Linked DNA regions of Hordeum vulgare: region 1 is linked to region 2. Evidence: chromatin contacts called from public Hi-C data. All regions are on one chromosome and are shown on one strand. Each heading gives the region's core, a stretch centred on a gene start, on an enhancer-like site or on the middle of the called end of the contact. The rest is flanking DNA. Distances are from core to core; before and after follow the strand shown. Region 1 has its middle 70 kb from the start of LOC123430272. Region 2 has its middle 97 kb from the start of LOC123426698.

What was found. A called contact is a pair of places that touch in the nucleus more often than the background predicts.
Region 1: a Hi-C map of leaf shows a contact between it and region 2, with 2.4 times the contacts expected there. The contact joins two enhancer-like sites. A contact is called at or near these places in 2 of 6 Hi-C or Micro-C datasets (leaf and seedling).

What each region holds. Positions count from the first base shown.
Region 1 is chr2H:471,365,668-471,370,358 of MorexV3_pseudomolecules_assembly, forward strand. No RefSeq gene overlaps it. Among protein-coding and RNA genes, the nearest start is that of LOC123430272, 70 kb to the right of the region's middle. Within about 2 kb of position 2,199, at least 2 of the 3 cell types and tissues checked have open chromatin away from gene starts, as enhancers often do. A contact at or near this core is called in leaf, where this site is marked.
Region 2 is chr2H:471,170,547-471,174,703 of MorexV3_pseudomolecules_assembly, forward strand. No RefSeq gene overlaps it. Among protein-coding and RNA genes, the nearest start is that of LOC123426698, 97 kb to the right of the region's middle. Within about 2 kb of position 1,680, at least 3 of the 3 cell types and tissues checked have open chromatin away from gene starts, as enhancers often do. A contact at or near this core is called in leaf, where this site is marked.

The DNA.
Region 1 (4,691 bases), core at 949-3,448, 200 kb after region 2:
AATAGCATGGTAATATAAACATTGCAGATCTGATAACATAAGTACAAACATCGCTTTAACTTTTGATCAAGGGAGAAAAGTTATTGAAAAATAAACCCCACAAATTCTATGTAAATAGCATGGTAATACAAGTACAATAGAGTTGATAAATCATGTACAAACACCGCAATACCTTTTGAACAGGTAAGAAAAGTTTGTTGAAATAGCCCCCATAACTTCTACATAAATAACATGGTAATATATGCACAATGGATCTCATAACATACTTAGCCCAGGCCTGAGAACTCATATACAGACACCATGTTAACCCTGGACCCGGAAAAAATTGTTCAAAAAACATAGCCTAAAAAATTAATGTGTGAATAGCATGTTAATGTACGCATCATTGACCTGATAACTTATGTATAAACACATCAATAACTTTTGAATGAGGGAAATAAGTTGTCGAGAAATAGACTCCGGTATGTTATGTGTAAATAACGTGACAATACATGCACCGTAGACCTCATAAACTATGTATAAACACCATGGTTACTTATTGGTTCGAGTGCAAGGTTGTTGAAAAACATAGGCCCCATACCTTATGTGTAAATAACATGATAATATACGTATGGTAGACCTAATAACCTCTATATAAACACTACAATAATTTTTTGACGGAGGAAAAAAATGTTGTACAGCATACCCGATAACTTATATGTGTAAATACTAAATAGTATGGTAGTATATGCACTGCATAACTCATAGTGATGTGCATACACCATGGTAATTTTTTGACCCAGGAAATATACCATTGGTAACTTGTGTCAAATAGCATGATAATATACGCACAACAGAGTTGATAACTTACTTAACCAAATCGTGAATACCTTTGACCACAAGAAAGAATCGTCGAAACATATCAACATGGGATCTAGTTTTGAAGGTCTCCATGTGGAGGATATTTTATTTGAAATATTATTGTGAATTGGACCGACGAAATCAGCTAAAAAGTTGTTTTGAATTTTCAAATTGCGAGAACCTTTTGTCCTTTAGTGTATGCTTGCATGTGCATGTGGGTAGAAGGTGTGGGAACCATTTTTATGCTCCCGTAACTTCTGTGCAAACATGATGATGATATACATACTAAGGGGAGCTCCTACCTCCTCCATTCTGCGGCAGGGAGTCCCTCGGTCACAGAGGACGGTCGCCAGACTGGGCCGGTCCAGTTCCTTTTTTCTGTTTCTTTTTTTCCCTTGTCTGCTTATTCCCTTTCTTTTTTTAATTTTTTGGTTCGTTTTTTCTTTATTTTTTTCTTGTCATTTTTTTATGACAACGACCGAAAGTTGAATTTCCCAATCATTTTTTGAAAACATGGACATTTTTTATACTGTGAACAATTTTATAAAAATGCGAACAAATTCAGAAGTACATTTTCTTAATATTGTTGAAATATTTTTATGAAAAATTGTTTAAAATCCAGATTATTTACTAAAAACCCAAAAACATTTTCTGAATTTCAAGAACATGTTTTGAAAATCCACAACATTTTTTGAAAAACACAGAACATTTTTTCAAATTCTAGACCATTTTCTCAAATTCCGGCACATTTTTTCAAATTTCGAAACATTTTTTAAAATTTCAGAACATTTTATCAAATGCCGAAACATTTTTCAAATTTTGGAACATTTTCTAAACATTCTAGACATTTTATCAAATTCGGAAACATTTTTCAAATTCCAGAACATTTTTTTCAAATTCAGGAACATTCTTTCAAATTCTGAAACATTGTTTTAAATTCCTGAACATTTTTACAAATTCCGGAACTTTTTTTCAAATTCCAGAACAATTTTTTCAAATTCTGGAACTCTTTTGAAAATCCAGATTTTTTTGAAAAAGAAACAAAAAGAATAAAAAAAAATACGGTTCAAGGAATCTCCTAGAAAGTTCCTAAAACTGAAAAAAAAAACGGCTAGAAATTTCTAGAACGTTCCCAAAACTGGGATCGGTGAAAGTGCTAATGGTCCGGTCCAAAACCTGTCGCTCCCTCACAGCGCTTGTGCGTTTACCCGCCTATTTAACTCAAAGAGCGTTAAATAGGGTTTTTCCATTCTGAAGTCGTGATCAGGGTTGAAATTGGGTAATGGGGCAATTAGGGCTGTTGCCCTAGGCGTGTGCCAACTAGCACCTATCCACATAGTAGCAAACATTTGAGAATTTGTGATGCATAGAAGCCGAGCCCGAGGCTTCACATCGTTTCACACTACAAGGCTTCAGCCCGTTAGCCCACCTCCAGATCGATCAGATCATCAAAACACAAAACCAATCGTGAGGTTGACACTTCCATGATTACATTTGTCGATCGGCAACAGGGAAACCCTTGACTCGCTCACTCGAATGGAGCGCATGTGCCGCCGCCCTCGTTAGTCGCCGGGTCGCCGACCTTGACTGTACAACTCACAGCCGCGCAGGTCCTAACCACCCGCCTCTCCTTCTTCTGATCTTCTCTAAGAGCAAGTCCAATGTTCCGATTTATTTCGTCCGCGCGCGTTTGTTTAGGTCGTGATGGATAAAAAGATCGACCCGACGTGTTGACCCAAACGGACGTCCGTTTGTTTTTATCCGTTTGCGATCCATTATGGGTGTAAATTTACACATCATTTGCGTTGTCGCGGACACGGAACGGACAAAACACGAACAAAGCGCACGTCCGTTTGGATCGCGCGGTTGGAGTTGTTCTAACTATTGAAATTTTAGTGCACACGCACTCCGCCGGGTAAATAGGTAATATGTACATTGTATCATCCAATTATTTCCCTAGTTCCTTATATTAATCAAACTTAGTGAATTGGCACTGTTAGGGAAGCCCTAGCAGTAGCGTGGGTTAAAGGGCTATCAGTAGCGAGGGCAGCCATGTTAGTGATAAGGCGCTACAACTAACCTTTAGCACTAGCGCGTGTCAAACAGCGCTACTGAAATCTAGGTTAAGCAGTAGCGTTTGTCCAAAAACACGTTGCTGCTAACTAGTTGTAGCGTCCTTGTACAGACTCATCAACTCATCACGCTCAAACCCTGAGTCATGCTCGTGAGCCATCAATCCTCCGTCGTCATAGGCGCTAATATTGAGATACTGTAGAGGGTCATCATCCTCGTCCATGGCATCTTGCATTGCTTCTTCGGCGGTGGCGACACCATCAGCCACTAATGGAGCCTCTTCCTCACGCCGTCCGCTATCACCCGGCATGACAGGCGACACTAATTGGGTAGGTGGGGTGTTGGTGTTCATACCTTGTTGAGGCTGCTTGGTCGTGGGTTTGCTCCCGACCGCCTCCAAACGAAGCAGACTCTTCGGCTACAACAGGACCCAAGTCATGCAATCGCCAAGCCGTCACGGGGTCTCGTCGTCATCTCCCCCTAGTGGTACCGGAGGAGCCAAATTCTCGTGCCCGGTAAGACACTGGCCACGGAAACCTTGAAGACGCCAGGGGGATCGGCCGACTGTGGAATGATTGTTCCTTCGGCTTCACTATCTTCGCCTTTCTCATGTCCACAGTGTGGCTGCTGATGGTGTACAGTATGGTGCATGGGGTTTCGTCAGCCTGCAAAGACATGTCTGCGACGTGAGACATCCAATAGTCAATGGAAATGGGAGATTATACATATATTGAAGAGAGCCGGTGTGACAGGTAGTTACCATGAGGGCGTCGAGCTCAACCAAAGACAAAGCAGGTGCGGGAGCAGGCCCGAGAATGTCAAGGGGAAAGTCAACTGCCTCTTTTTCTGGATTTTGCTTGGTCCAATTGATGACATGCGGTAGCAAGGTAGCTAATGAAGATGCAACTTCCGATCTTGCGGCAACTACCGCTGCTTGGACTGTCTCAGCTGATTTCTTCTCGACCGCAATCTCAATCAACTTGTCGATGTTTTTTTCATTTAACTTCCGTCTTTGCTTTCTCTCCTCAGCGTCCTCATGGTAGTACTGCTTCCATGTGGCGCCATCTCCGACACCGTACACGCGTCCATGCGACGGTCGAGTGTCCACCGGGAGTCCTTTCTATATGTTCAAGGCCCGGTTCAATGGGGTGTCCCACTTGGGCCTTGCCAATGCCTCAGATGGCGAGTCGTTTTCGGCCACAATCCTGTGCTGGTCTTTCTGCAAAAGGAACGTGTATCGTTTACAAATGTCACTAAACGTGCAGTCGAATTGATCAGAAGCTAATATTAGAGGGTAAACTAATAACAGCAGTCTCATGAACTCCTTCATGACCGCGTCCATTCGAAAACATTGTTGACTGGGTCCCAATGGTACCGGGCCCTTAGGACGTCACGCTCCTGCGGGACGGTGAACTCCGCCATGGGGTCTGGGATCCCCATACTTTCCTGTTCCGCGTCCTCCTTGTCTCATATGGGCGTCTTCCCCGCGTAACCATGGCTTCCGAGGTGGCGGCACCCCATGTTCCTTTCTTGAAGCCCCTTCATGTACTCCGACTTTTCTTTGGCAGTTTCAGCAACACAAGTCTTTTTGGATATTTCGAACTGCTCTTCCATAATTGACGGATTATCCTTTACAATCTCGGAGTAGGTTTCCTTTTTGGCGATTTGTTGTTTCACCCTTACTTTCCACGCATACAACACGCTGCTAAACTTGCCCATGGCGCGTGTATTTATCTTCTTCATTGCCGGGTCTTGCCATGGTCGAATATATTTTCTGT
Region 2 (4,157 bases), core at 430-2,929:
TGTAAGCTGTATATATCTTTGCACGTACTTAAAGTTGATTTCAGCTCGATCTTTTCAGAATGACAAAACGATCTTTCATTCATTCAGTTCAGAAAATTCAGAGCACTTGCGTTTGGTTCATGACTTCATGGTTTCAGAGTTATTTGGCCTAGCTACAGAGAAAACTAACAAACGAAAAGGGCAAAACACACGGACAATGCCACCGTGCACGGGCACGAACGAGCAAGCAACAACGGAAGAAGCACGGACGCGCACAAAAGCACGAGCAGCAACAACGGCTGCGCACAAGCTCGCCAGCGATACAAGGGACAGGAAAATTAATCAAACACGGGATACATACCTTTGGTGTAGCCGTGGCAGGCAACATCGGAGTGTTGGATGGTTGTTCTTGTACCTCCGGCGAACTCGACACTTCTTCCTCCGGTGAACCCGCTAGATGCCTCTCTCTCCCTCCGTTTGGGCGGCAACTGCTGAGAGTGAGTGGGGGAGGGGAGTGAGTGAGGGAGGAAGAAGGGGGTGAGGAGGAGATGAGCGTGATGGGAGAGCACACCACTAGTCGCCCCGCCACGTGCACTGCCGCGAGCTGCCGCCGCCGCACTTCGCCGCCCCGGGCGCCTGCGCTGCCGCGCGCCGCCGCCTCCTTTCTAGCCGCCTCGCCGCATGGTGCATTGCGCCCGCCGCCAGATCCGACCCGGCTCGCCATGGATCCTGCCGCCCCACGCGCCCGTCGGCGTCGCCTCCACCTCTAACCACCGCCACGACTCTCACCGGAGCCGGAGCCACCATCGATGGACCGGCCTCCTCCTCGGCTAGATCGGGACCGGACCGTGAGCCCTGGACCGGTGGAGGACATGGGCTTTTTGAAAAGACGAAACGTTTTTTTCCATTTAATGGAGGACCGTGGGTTGATTTTGAAATAACTGGGATACGTTTTTGCAAAACCCCACGACGGACGACAAAAGCAGTAGCTGCTTTATTATTAGGGAGAGATTAGGAAGAGAATTATGTTAATCCTTGCTTCTCTTAATTACCAAGGCAATTACTTTTGGCATGTCGGTTGCTCATGTCCCTTTGTATAGACACCTCATGGAGGCACCCTTTGTAATTCTATATAAGACATCATCATCAATGAAAAGGGTATAATTTGAATCATTTTGTTGTCTTTATCGTTTGTTTCTCGATTCAATTCAACACGTTATCAGCACTGCTTCCCGGCTAGAGCGATTCCATCGGCGCAGCGGTTCCTGGCTATTGCATCGCCCCCTTAGCCTGACGGAAAGGCCAGACGAAATAAAAATCGGCATGAAGGACGCAACAACTGCGACGGTCCTGATCTCATGTGACCCTCAATTCCACGGGTTTAGCCTCGAGGAAGATAGAAATCAGAGTGAGAGAAGATCAAGCAGTCATGCTCATACAAAAATCTTGATCTAATGGCTCCAAAACATGGTGCTACCTTCCGATTGCTATGCACGCAGCAGTTGGAGAGCGCCAACACACGGAGAGTCAGCCATTGGCTACATCTCCAACAACGGCTCTCCTCGGTCGCCAGAAACAATCGGAGCGTAGCCGCTACGTCCGCATCCTCAATGTCGAGCGATGGACTAGAGCGGACAATGACTGGCACGCGGCGTGGAGTCCCCAACATTTCTATTGTGGCGCAGCCACAGTGCACTCGGCGGCCACAACGACAGGGACTCGCGGCGCCTACCGCGTGAAGGCCACACCGAGGCCTCACCCTCGGCCGCCCGCGCCCAGGCTTTCGCCCGGCGGCCGCACCGGCTCCGAGCATCGACCGCACCGCGCCCGTCCACCCGGCCGCTGCCCCGTGCAAGTGGCCTCTGCCTGGCAGCGCCGCGCCGCGCCCACTCGTGCCCGCGCCCGCGCGCCTGCGGCCGACATCGTCAAGCCGTGGCCGCCCACACTCCGCCCGTTGGCCGCGATGAGGCCTCGCCCTCGGCCGCCCGCCCCGAGGCTCTCGCCCTCGCCCGCCCCGCCGGCTCGCGTCACGCCGTGCTCCGCCCGCGGGACACGGCCACCGCGCCGTTGGACGTGGTCACGGCGTCGGCTGCGCAGAGACGATGCTCGCCGCCTGGGCCCTCTTCCAGCTCTGCCAATGGCTGCTTACGGCCTCGCCTTCGCCGTTGCCTCTTGGTCCTTGGCATGCCGCTCTCTAGCCCGCCGTCGAGTCGCCGGGGCCGCCGCACCGGCGCATGGAGCCTGACCACGCTCGGACTCGCGAATGACGCGACTTCAGGCTCCAGCTTCCCTGGTGGATCTTCCTAAAGGAGGAAGATGGGGCGCCCGGACACTCCACGAGTCGTCGGTGATGCATGTGCCATGGGCGGCTTTCGCGCGTGTTGGTCTCGGATGCATCGCGTGATTTGGGGGATGGATGATACTCGGATTTCTCTGGTCGCTCCCGCCGCAAGATCCGGCCCGGCTCGCCATGGATCCGGCTGCCCCACGCGCCCTTCAGCCTCGCCTCCACCTCTGACCACCGCCGCGACGCTCGCCGGCGCCGGAGCCGCCGTCGACGGACCGGCCTCCTCCTCAGCGGACCGAACGGTGAGCCCAGGACCGGTGGAGGACACAGGCTTTTTTGAAAAGACGAAACTTTTTTTTACTTAATGGAGAACCACGGGTTGATTTTGAAATAACAAGGGACGTTTTTGTAAAACCGTTAGAACGACAGTAGCTTCTTTATTATTATAACAAACATGCCCGTGCGTTGCAACGGAAAAAAACACCCCCTTATACATATGGGAAGATATTTGTAAATCCTTTGACAACAAACAACATGATAAAAAGTGTTACATAAAAATGTAATGACTACATGATTTTTTTAGTGTACTCAATGTGTTTTAAAAAAAAATATGGGCACGATTTAAATAAATATGAAGGTCAACATTAATCCACTTGTTTACATAAACCTCGTATCAACAGTTAGTATACATCATCGTATATTGATTGACTATTGTGCACGATGAAAAATAGGATGACTATGCACATATTGTAAACTTTAGCATATGGTAGCTAGTAGGAATGAACATCCGCTATAGTGTCAACTCTATCTTTTGTGAGAGCATTAAACTGTTATATCTACTCAAGTTAAATGGGACAAGAAACATGTGTAATAGGCATTTCCAAAATAACCAATATAGAGAAGGTATTAATTAATATTGCACAATAAGCTTTATTATAGAAAGTAACATGCAAAATAATAGCATATTTGAAATCTTCACTTTTTTCTGAGCGATTTTCATATATAACATGTTAGATTTAGAGTTAGGATTTAAAAGATACGAGTGTTTTAAAAGCATTTGAATTTACATAAAAAAAATGAAGCAATAGGAAAAATAGGGCAGTGCCAGAGTCGAACTCAGGTCTCCTCCTAGTGGAGGAAGACGTCGATGCGTCTGCCACTCGGCTAGATCCATGATTGTGCTGAAACAGAGGTGACACCTTATATATACGAATTAGACAAACCGTTTTTCGTCTTTTCACTTAAAAAGGGAGTGCGGTTTGAATACACAAAACGTCAAGGGCTTTTTTCCAAAACCGCCATGACGGACGACAGAAGGAGTGGCTGCTTTATTATTAGAGAAAGATTAGGGAGAGATAGCAAAAGGCTCGTGCGTTGCAACGGGAGAAAAAAAACCACCATCTTCAATGATGATGACCACATTATGTTCATATATCATTGCATGATTCCAAAAATTTGTTCACAAATGCAAGAATTTTTTTCTTATTTTAATTTTATTCACAATTCACAAGTTGAAACAATGTTTATATTTTATAAAAATATCATGGTTGTCACAAAACTTGGTAACTCAAAGAATTATTCTGAATTTGAAGAAATATTTTTTAAAATATACTATAATATCCTGTTCTACCCTGACAATTAATTCTTCAAAATTCACTAAGGTATATAATCGGAAAGACTCAAAAGCATTACTTTTTAACTGCATACATTCAATCATTCGTGAACATTTTTAAAAATTTGGAAACATTTTTAAAATCGAGAATTTTTTCTATTTATAAACATTTTTTGAAAATTCCAAACGATATTTTATATTACAAATTGTTTTCAAGTATTTTCGTGTGAATTGGCGAATAATTCAATTTTTGAATCATCAAACATTTTTTTAATTGCA